Linked DNA regions of Mus musculus: region 1 is linked to region 2. The links are chromatin contacts, called in public HiChIP or PLAC-seq maps. All regions are on one chromosome and are shown on one strand. The core of a region is the stretch at or near the end of the contact, and the rest is flanking DNA. Distances in the headings are between cores, read along the strand shown. Region 1 holds the start of Baiap2l1 (BAI1-associated protein 2-like 1). Region 2 holds the start of Cyth3 (cytohesin 3).

Evidence for each region. HiChIP or PLAC-seq counts read pairs in DNA pulled down with a chosen protein or histone mark.
Region 1: an HNF4G HiChIP or PLAC-seq map of pancreatic cancer cells shows a contact between it and region 2. The contact joins the promoter of Baiap2l1 here to the promoter of Cyth3 in region 2. A contact is called at or near these places in 2 of 39 promoter capture datasets (embryonic stem cells and stem cell-derived epiblast-like cells) and 1 of 115 datasets of contacts at active chromatin or transcription factors (pancreatic cancer cells).

The regions. Positions count from the first base shown.
Region 1 is chr5:144,355,316-144,359,759 of GRCm38.p6, forward strand. It overlaps Baiap2l1 (BAI1-associated protein 2-like 1), which reads right to left and starts at 2,797. Exons shown (of 14, transcript NM_025833.3): 1 at 2,476-2,797. The coding sequence starts at 2,526. Dmrt1i (Dmrt1 interacting ncRNA) reads left to right here and starts at 2,608. Exons shown (of 2, transcript NR_102374.1): 1 at 2,608-2,729.
Region 2 is chr5:143,621,091-143,625,015 of GRCm38.p6, forward strand. It overlaps Cyth3 (cytohesin 3), which reads left to right and starts at 1,357. Exons shown (of 13, transcript NM_011182.4): 1 at 1,357-1,583. The coding sequence starts at 1,550.

The DNA of each region.
Region 1 (4,444 bases), core at 1,547-4,046, 740 kb after region 2:
TCTAGTGCTGTGATTTTTTTTAAATCCCATTATCTCCACATTAAAAACAAAACAAAACAAAACAAACCTGACCCCAAAATATTAACAAGGAAATCCTGGTTAAAATCAATTGACATTTAGCGAGCTTTTGAAATGTTTCAACACTTGGGGATGGAAACCAATAACACACTGGTTTCTGATCTTCAATCTATTACAACCTTTCAAAACTGAAAATGAGCCAGTATGGCGGTGCACACTTCCAACCCCAGCATTGGGGAGGCTGAGACCAGCCTGGGATACATAGCGAGTTCATAGGAAAGCTAGCCTAGACTACATATACAAGAGTGTCTTTAAAAAAAGAATAAGGAAAAAAACAAACAAACAAATAAACAACAACAACAACAACTAAATAGCTAGGAGTTGTAGTGCTTTAACCTCAGCCCTTGGGAGGGGGCAGAGGAAGGTGAACTTCTGAATCTGAGGTCAACCGGGTCTACATATCAAATTCCAGGCCAATCAGGGCTACATAGTGAGACCCTGTCAGAAAACAAAACATCCCCAAAAGGACTAACTATGCCTTACGTCTACCAATGCGGATAACCAAAACAACAAAATCAACAGTCAACAACAACCAAACCAACAAAATCAACAGTCTTCCTCTTACTCCAGCTCTGTGGGTAGAAAGACAGGCCAAGGTGGTTCATTTTTGTGGTACTGTAATCTGCCTGCCCACACCAACCAAAGGTTTCTCAGTCAGAAGTGAGAAAAAGAACAGTTTGCTCAGGGCATCTGATTGCTTGTCTAAAGTTGACATTTTCTTTCCAGACCAGCAAGATAAACAATCAATTGTGTTTGAGAAACTTAACTGTGCCTGTGTTTTCCACTGCAGCAGATGCTCGGATTCCACGCACAGACTACAATAAATAACCCACATTCCTCAGTTATGGTTTTTCCTTGACTGAGTATTCATCTGAGTATCTTGTCTCCCCCACGCTAGGGCATTTTACTTCCATACTCTGTCGACACCCCACACCCCAGTTCTACCGGCTTCACATCATTTAAGTCTGAACAATGCCAATCCAAATACAAGGCTTTAAACATTCAAATTTCTGGCATTTCTAAAAATTATCATTTAATTAAGGAAGCACACTAATAGGAACAGGTTTTGGTCACAGTTGTGAACCTTCAAAATCATAATAATACAGTCTACTTTGTCTATCTAGAATAAATGTTATAGTGCACACATGGAGGGGTGGATATGATTTGGAGCCACAATGAATTCTGAAAATATTTTCATGCTGCTTTAAAATGATTTTCCAGCAACTCAATAAATTCTGATTTCAGGAACTAAGACCTTGCAAATCTAGAAACTCAATTTTAGGGGTGAAAAAAAAAAAACTAGAGAAATGACCAAAGAGTGGGTGAAAAAAGAATCTAGAGAAATGACCAAAGAGTGGGTTTTAATCATGACTACAAGTAAATTTAGAGAACTTTAAATCTCAGGGGTTCAGTGGACCTAAGTGGAATTAAAACAAAAGTTGTTTTGTATTCTATTAATAGCAGATGATTAAACGGATATCTCATTTCAAATGGAATTCATTTATAAGTACTTAAACTTACTAAACTGGCCACTAATCCCATGTCTGTTTCTGGAAAAATTCTCTCACATAACATGCCAGTTAAGCGACCAATCACCACACGTTCTGTCAGCTTAAGTCAATTCTTATTAAAATCTCAGTGCTCTCTGACTCCAATAACCTCCCCAAATCATGAACGTAGAAACAGTCCAACTGCGGGCGAACATGCTCATAATAATTGTATATAGATGTATAAAACTGTCAAAACGCTAAACAAAAAGTAATCAAAAGCCAAATCGAACTTAAAAGCTACTGTATGAAAGAGTCCAAGAGGGCGAAGGCGTTTCAAGTCTTCCCAGGAGCAGATTCCCTGGCAGCCTAGAAAATTCCCTGAGCCGAGGGAGCCAGGCTCACCTGGCGATGGATTCCTAATTACGGAGGAGTTTCTCCCCTACATTCTTTCTTTTCTCCGAGGAAACTCGAGCTTGTCTCTTTTCTCTCTCTCTTTTGGATCTGGGGAGGGGTTAGCCCCAGCGGTCAGACCAGCGCAGTCACTGACCACAAAGAGAAGTTGGGGGAGGATAAGAACCTCTCGGGGACCCCGCGGATTGTCGTCCACGTCTCCAATCCCCTTCCCCCAACACGGGAAATGTGGGGTCCCTGGGAGTCTCCAAGGGTCCAAGGGGGAAGGGGAGGCCCTTATCATGTAAAGTCCCCACTTTATCTCAAAAGCGAAAAAGAATCTCGACCGACCCCGCTGGCGACAATGGTCAGCTGCTTGTCCGGGCTCACGTTCCTGGCCTCGAACCCTGGAGTTCCCAAGTCTCCGGGCCTCCCAGCCTCCGCCCTCAGCCTGGAACCACAGAGTCCCGGATCCCCCCGGTCTCCCGTCTCGAGCTCCGCAAAGTCCCACACTTACCCGGTACGTGTTCTCCGTGAGCCGGTTCACCTCCTCCGGCCCCCGAGACATGGCTGCAGCCTCCGGGAGGGCGAGCGCGGGAGGACGCGGCGGGGCCTCGTGGCCGCCGGGCGGCGGGAGCGCCTAGGACTTGAGACTGAGTGGTCCTTGAGAGTCGGCCGCCGCCACAGCTGTCAGCGGGAGAGAGTCAGTGCGCGTCTCTGCTGCCAAAATGTCAAAACTTTGCGGCGCTTCGGTCTGTAAGGAGCTGCGAGGTAGACGTAGCCTGCCAAGGCTGGGACGAGCAAAGGGACGGGCAGCCCCACCTGAGGCGGGCGGAGTGGGCGGGGCCGTACGGCCAGAGGGCGGGGCAGCCCCACCTGAGGTGGGCGGGGCCTAGGCTGAGTACTCTAGAGTGGGCGGGGCGGCCTCGCGCGGAGACAGCCTGGTGGGAGGGTCGATCTTTTGGGGCAACCGGGGGAACCTGGAAGAGACTTGTTGCGCTAGGTGGGCGTGGCCTAGGGGCTTGCTAAGCGGAGCAGAAGCCCGGCCAGCGCGCCGGACTGATTGGCCCCAGCTGAGACGTGGAGCGGGGGTGGGGTCTGAGAGGCCAACAAGAGGGAGAAGCCAAGGGGAGGGGACGCGCCCTTACTCCCCCCACCTGAAATGGACTGATGGGCGTGGCCTAGATGGCGGATGGGCGTGGCCGAAACAAGAAGGGACGGAGTGAACGAAGTCGCCCTAGCTGTGTCCGCCAGAGTGGCACCGCAGAGTTGAGCCGGTGGGCGCGGTCTAGCAGACCGATGGGCGGTGCTGAAGCGAGGATGGCGTGGTTTAGACAGCCCCAGCTGAGGCAGGCAAGGGAATGGGAGAGTCTTCCTCGTGTGGGCGTGGCTGAGCAGCCTGGTGGGCGAGGCTGGAGCAGTACAAGGCGAGGTGGCTGGACCCAGTGGACCAGGCCATCTCGCCTAAGGCTTGGCAGTGGAGGTAATACCTCTGTTCGCCCTCTCCCGGCCCTCCCAGAGTTCCAGCCAAGCCCCTACACTGTGGTGTCTTTTAGAACAGGACCTGGACCTTTGGGCTTCTAGGTCTTTGGTCTAGTGTCCGCCACAAGGTGCTGGCTCTGAAAGCTCGAGGCTCACATCCTCCGCAGGTGAATCCTCTAAGCTCTCTGCCTTTGAGTAACTTCCACATACCTCCTACGAATCGGTTTCCCTGATTGAAGGTCCACGGGGCATGGTTTCTCATGGATGGAGCCACCCACAATTTTGAAAGTTCCGGGGTGCCAAAAAAAGTAACTAACGCCAAGATCTGATTACTGGAATAACAGAACATTAAGAATAAGTTTAAAATCCCATGCTTTACAACTATGTAAATCACAAGACTGTCTAAAAATTTCCTCTGTGTGTGTGTGTGTGTGTGTGTGTGTTACAAGAAGTCAACCTTGGGCGTCATTCCTCAGCCGATATCTACTATATATATCTTGGAGACAGAGTCTCTTACTGAAGTAGCTAAAAAGGATAGACTGATGGCTATCAAGTCTCCACAAGCCCCATGAATCCACCTGTCTCCCAAATTCCCAGCACTGGGAGTACAAGAGCATATCTACTGTATGTAGCTTTTCACATGGGTTCCGCAGATGGAACCCAGGTCCCAATGTTCGCACCACAGGCACTTTACAAACTGACCCATTTCCTCAGCCCCCAGGTCGGCTGAGGCGTCTAGGATGTCTGTGCTTTCTTTCATCTTGTAGAGGCCATGTAGGTGTGTGGCTCCTGGCACATTATTTAAAACTTTTATTTTATGTGTAAGCTACTTGGACTGCATGTATGTCATCTGTGACTGATACATATATATGTACATGCCTGGTGCATATGTCAGAGGTCAGAAGAGGGCTTCAGATTCCCTGAAACTTGGGTTGCAGAAGGTTGTGACCATCATGTGGGTACTGGGAAACAAACCTAGGTCCTCTGGAAGAACAGCCAGTGTT
Region 2 (3,925 bases), core at 107-2,606:
TGGGCTGTGCCCACGGGAAATTGAATTCAGAGCTCCTACTGCATCATAAATCCAGGGCAGCTGGCAGCAAGCCAAGGGAGACTAACGCTCAACTGCACGGGCATCTGACGCCAGACTGGCCAACCCCTGTACTAATGCTTTCTGAGAGCCGAGCCCCAGCTGTGCCGGACTGGGGTTAGGGTTCAACAGCATCACTATATTCATTTACCAACCTAATACTTTGTTAATTCTAAAATGCATCCAATCCGCAGGAAAAATGAGACTCCATTATTATTATACACCCAAAAGATAAAAGGCTGGAATTACCCTAACATTCTGAGGGTAAAGAAGGGAGGAGGTGGGGGTGGGGAGAGTCTTCTCATGGGCTCGTTTTCAGATGATGATGATGATGACTTCAGACAGAGACTCACTAGGTAGCCCTGGCTAACTTGGAACTCACTAAGCAGACTAAACCCACTAAGATTCTGTTGAGATTGGCTTGCTGTGGTCAAAGGTATTCGCCACCGCACCCAGTTTTTATTATTTTTAAAATAAACACTTAAAAAAAGATTTATTTAGCTGGGCATGGTGGCTCATCCTTTTAGCTCCAGCATTCAGGAGTCAAAGGCAGGAAGATCTCTGAGTTCAAGGTCAGCCTGGTCTACAGAGAAAGAGTTCCATGACATTGATGGCTATGCAGAGAAACCCTATCTCAAAAAGTTTTTTTAAAATTTTATTTTGTGTGTATCAGTGTTTTGCCCGCACATATATGTGTGCACTACAAGCATGCCTGATGTGGGTGGAGGTAAGAGTGTGCCAGATAACCGTCATATGAGTGCAGGTGCCCTTGGAGGCCGGAAGTATTGGATCCTTTTTGTAGTCATAGTTACAAGGGTTCTGTGGGTGCTGAGAACCAAACTCTGATTCTCTTCAAGAGCAGCGAGTGCTCTTAACAACAGAACTACATCCCCACACAATTATTACTGTGTGTATGTCATGTGTGGACGCCCACGCATGCTGCGGTCACAGTAAAACTTTATAGTCAGTTCTTTCCTTCTGCCTTTAAGTGGGGGCCACTTGAGCCAATCATCAGCCTTCCTTTTCAGATAGTTTCTCACTCCCTACTCTATGCATTTGCGAGTCGCAGCCCTTAGCCATCAGGTTTTGTAGAGCAGGGCGTCCTCGTGCTCCTGATAGACCCGGCTTCCTCTCCAGGATGCTCTAGAGGGGCAGACAGGAGGTTCGAGGGAGAGTGCTGCGCTGCAGGATCCAAGTCTCCTAGCTAAGCAGCTACTGCAGCTACTGCAAGGCCGGGCGGAGTCTGGTGGGCGGGACCGCTCGGCGTCTAGGCTCCGCCCACACCGACAGGGGAGGCGTGGTTTTGTGTCACGTGATGGCGCCGGAGCAGTGAGGCTCCGCCCGGCCCTCCGTGGAGGCCCGGCCGCGACCCGGGCCGCGCTCGCTGAGGAGCTCTCCGGTTCTCCCCGCGACCACTTCTCTTAGTCCCGGCGTTCAGCCCAGTCGCTCCCGCCGGCTCCGGGCTCGCCGGCTGGCGGGGAGTGGCCTCAAAATGGACGAAGGCGGTGGCGGTGAGGGCGGCAGCGGTGAGTGATGGAGGTGTGGCCGGCTCTCTGGGCGGCCCTGAGGCCGAGGGTCGCGCTGTTGAGAGCCCAGGCTTGAGACGTGGGGCCGGGTGTCGGGTGGGGTGGCGGCGACCGTGGGGAGGTGCGCGGGGTAAGGCGGGGACTCGGGCTTCGCTGCCCTGGTGAGAGGACATGTCGGAGACCGCGGGGTCGTCGCCCAGCGCGGTCGCGGGTCGCGGGTTCGAGGCCGGGGTCTCCGCAGCACAGCTCCAGGTCGCCTTTCTGAGATGGGGCCACTCTGCGGGGCGACCTTCCCAGCGTCTCATTGCCAAGGGCGTCCACGCCCTCCCTAGCCCAGCTGTTTCGGACGGGCCCCTCTCCTTTTCAGCTCTCCTCAGGTGTCTGGAGCTTGGGAGCTCCTGGATGGGGAGGGGAAAGTTTTCAATTTGGAGGACTCGGAGGGCCCGGAGGGTGGGGTGGATCGGTCGGGGGAGAGGAGGAAGGTTGGAAGTCATGACCACGTCTCTGATTTTTAGATCAGAAGTACTCATTGGGAATGGCTTAAAGGACATGAGGGGCAGGCAGCTCCAGTCCAGGTCTGAGTATGCATTTTTTTATCAAATAGAAAAGAAAAAATGCTACAGAGAAGGGGTCGGGTGTAAAAATAAAAAGGGGGCCAAATAGCACAAATGATAGAATCATTGTCTAGCATGCCCAGGACGCTGAGTTTGATCCCCAACACCACCAAATGGAAAATATAATTAAGAAATTAAAGGGGTCAGGTGGGATTCCTTTAAAGCCGAGGGTGGGATGCGGGAGCCACAGCAGCGAGACTGTTAGACTCCTGGACAGGTGCCTGTGACAGACACCCTTCCAGAGGTGGGCTATCAGTTCTCCGTGTTGCTCAGGCTGTATGTATGTGCCTGACTTTGAGTTCCACCCTGCTGCAAATGAGCCGGTTGCAAATTACTCAACGGAGTACAGATTCCTGTTGTGTCATTTCATGAATTTGGTTTCCCAAAACATCAAGAGTCACCGTTTGTGGAGTGGGACTTTACTTGAAGTAAGCAAAGGGTTAATAATGTACCCGTCATTTTTTACCCAAACACCCCAAGTTGAAGCTGTCTGGACTTTGAGGAACGATCTTCCTTTTTTGCTGACAGAATGATCAGAATCCCATGTAATAAGGGAGTGTTTAGGGGGAAAAAGAAGTCTTAATTACAGGCTGCTGGAGCAGCTGCCTGTAAGAATCAGCAGTATTGAAGACTTCCTCGTGAAGTGGTTAATCAAGGTGCCTTCTAGAATTCCAGAGCTTCTCAGATTTTTTTTTTTCTTCCCTGTGAAAGAGACGAAGTGGCTGGGCTGTAGGAAGTTGGCACTCCTCGTGGCATTTGCCAAGTTCAGTTCTCATAGTAAAAGCCAGGGGTAGCACAGTGGCATCGAGTGGGTGTTTTGTTTATGAAAAGAAAGAACCCAGTTGCAAACCCTCCTACATACCGGCTGCCGGTCTGGAGGCACTGGGTCCCTGAGGATGCCTTGCCTTTCGCCTATAGCACAGTCTGACATTGTCGTTTAGAAAAAAAGACAGTGGCAATTTGACATTGGGATCTAGGAAGCTAGCTGAGCTGGCGATTGCTCTGCAGGTGCTACACAGTCTGTTGAGTCAACACGTGGCTGAGCTGAAGGTAAAAGCAGATACAGTGGGGAAAACTTAGAAACCAGTGTGTTTCAGCAGTTCATAGAATTTAGAAGTATAGTAAAGGTCAATATTAAAGTGTCAAAAAGGCTTAAAGCTATCTCTGGACTATCAATATCTCTGGGTATATCAATATACCAGAGGATGTTAAAATTAAAAAAGATGTTATATTCAATGATACTGTATTCCATGGTAAAAAGTTTAAAAATGAGAAACAGTAACGGCTGTCAGGTAAGATTACTTCAGGGAGACATTACAAGTAATGCGGACAGCTGGAGTTGACTCTTGGGGAGCCACATGGGAACTGACGCCCACAGTTGTCTTCTGACCTCCTTAGGCAAGCAGCAACAAGCTTGTGCACACACACAATCTTAAAAAGTAACCAAGAATAAGCAGTTATTTTGTACATTCTGGTCTAAACAGTGTAAAGACTGCTATCATTATGGATTTTTCTTGAATAATAACACATGCTTTCAAATTTGAAAAAAAAAACCCTCAGCTTATGAAAGATGTGGATATTCTAAACATACAGGGTGATTTAATTCACCTTCCTGGAACATTTGACAATGAAGAGATTTATTGATTTTTTTTTTTCTACTGAAATGCCAGACAGTGTGCTATATGATAGGAAACAGCTTTTTAATTTTTATTGATTTAGCTTATCAAA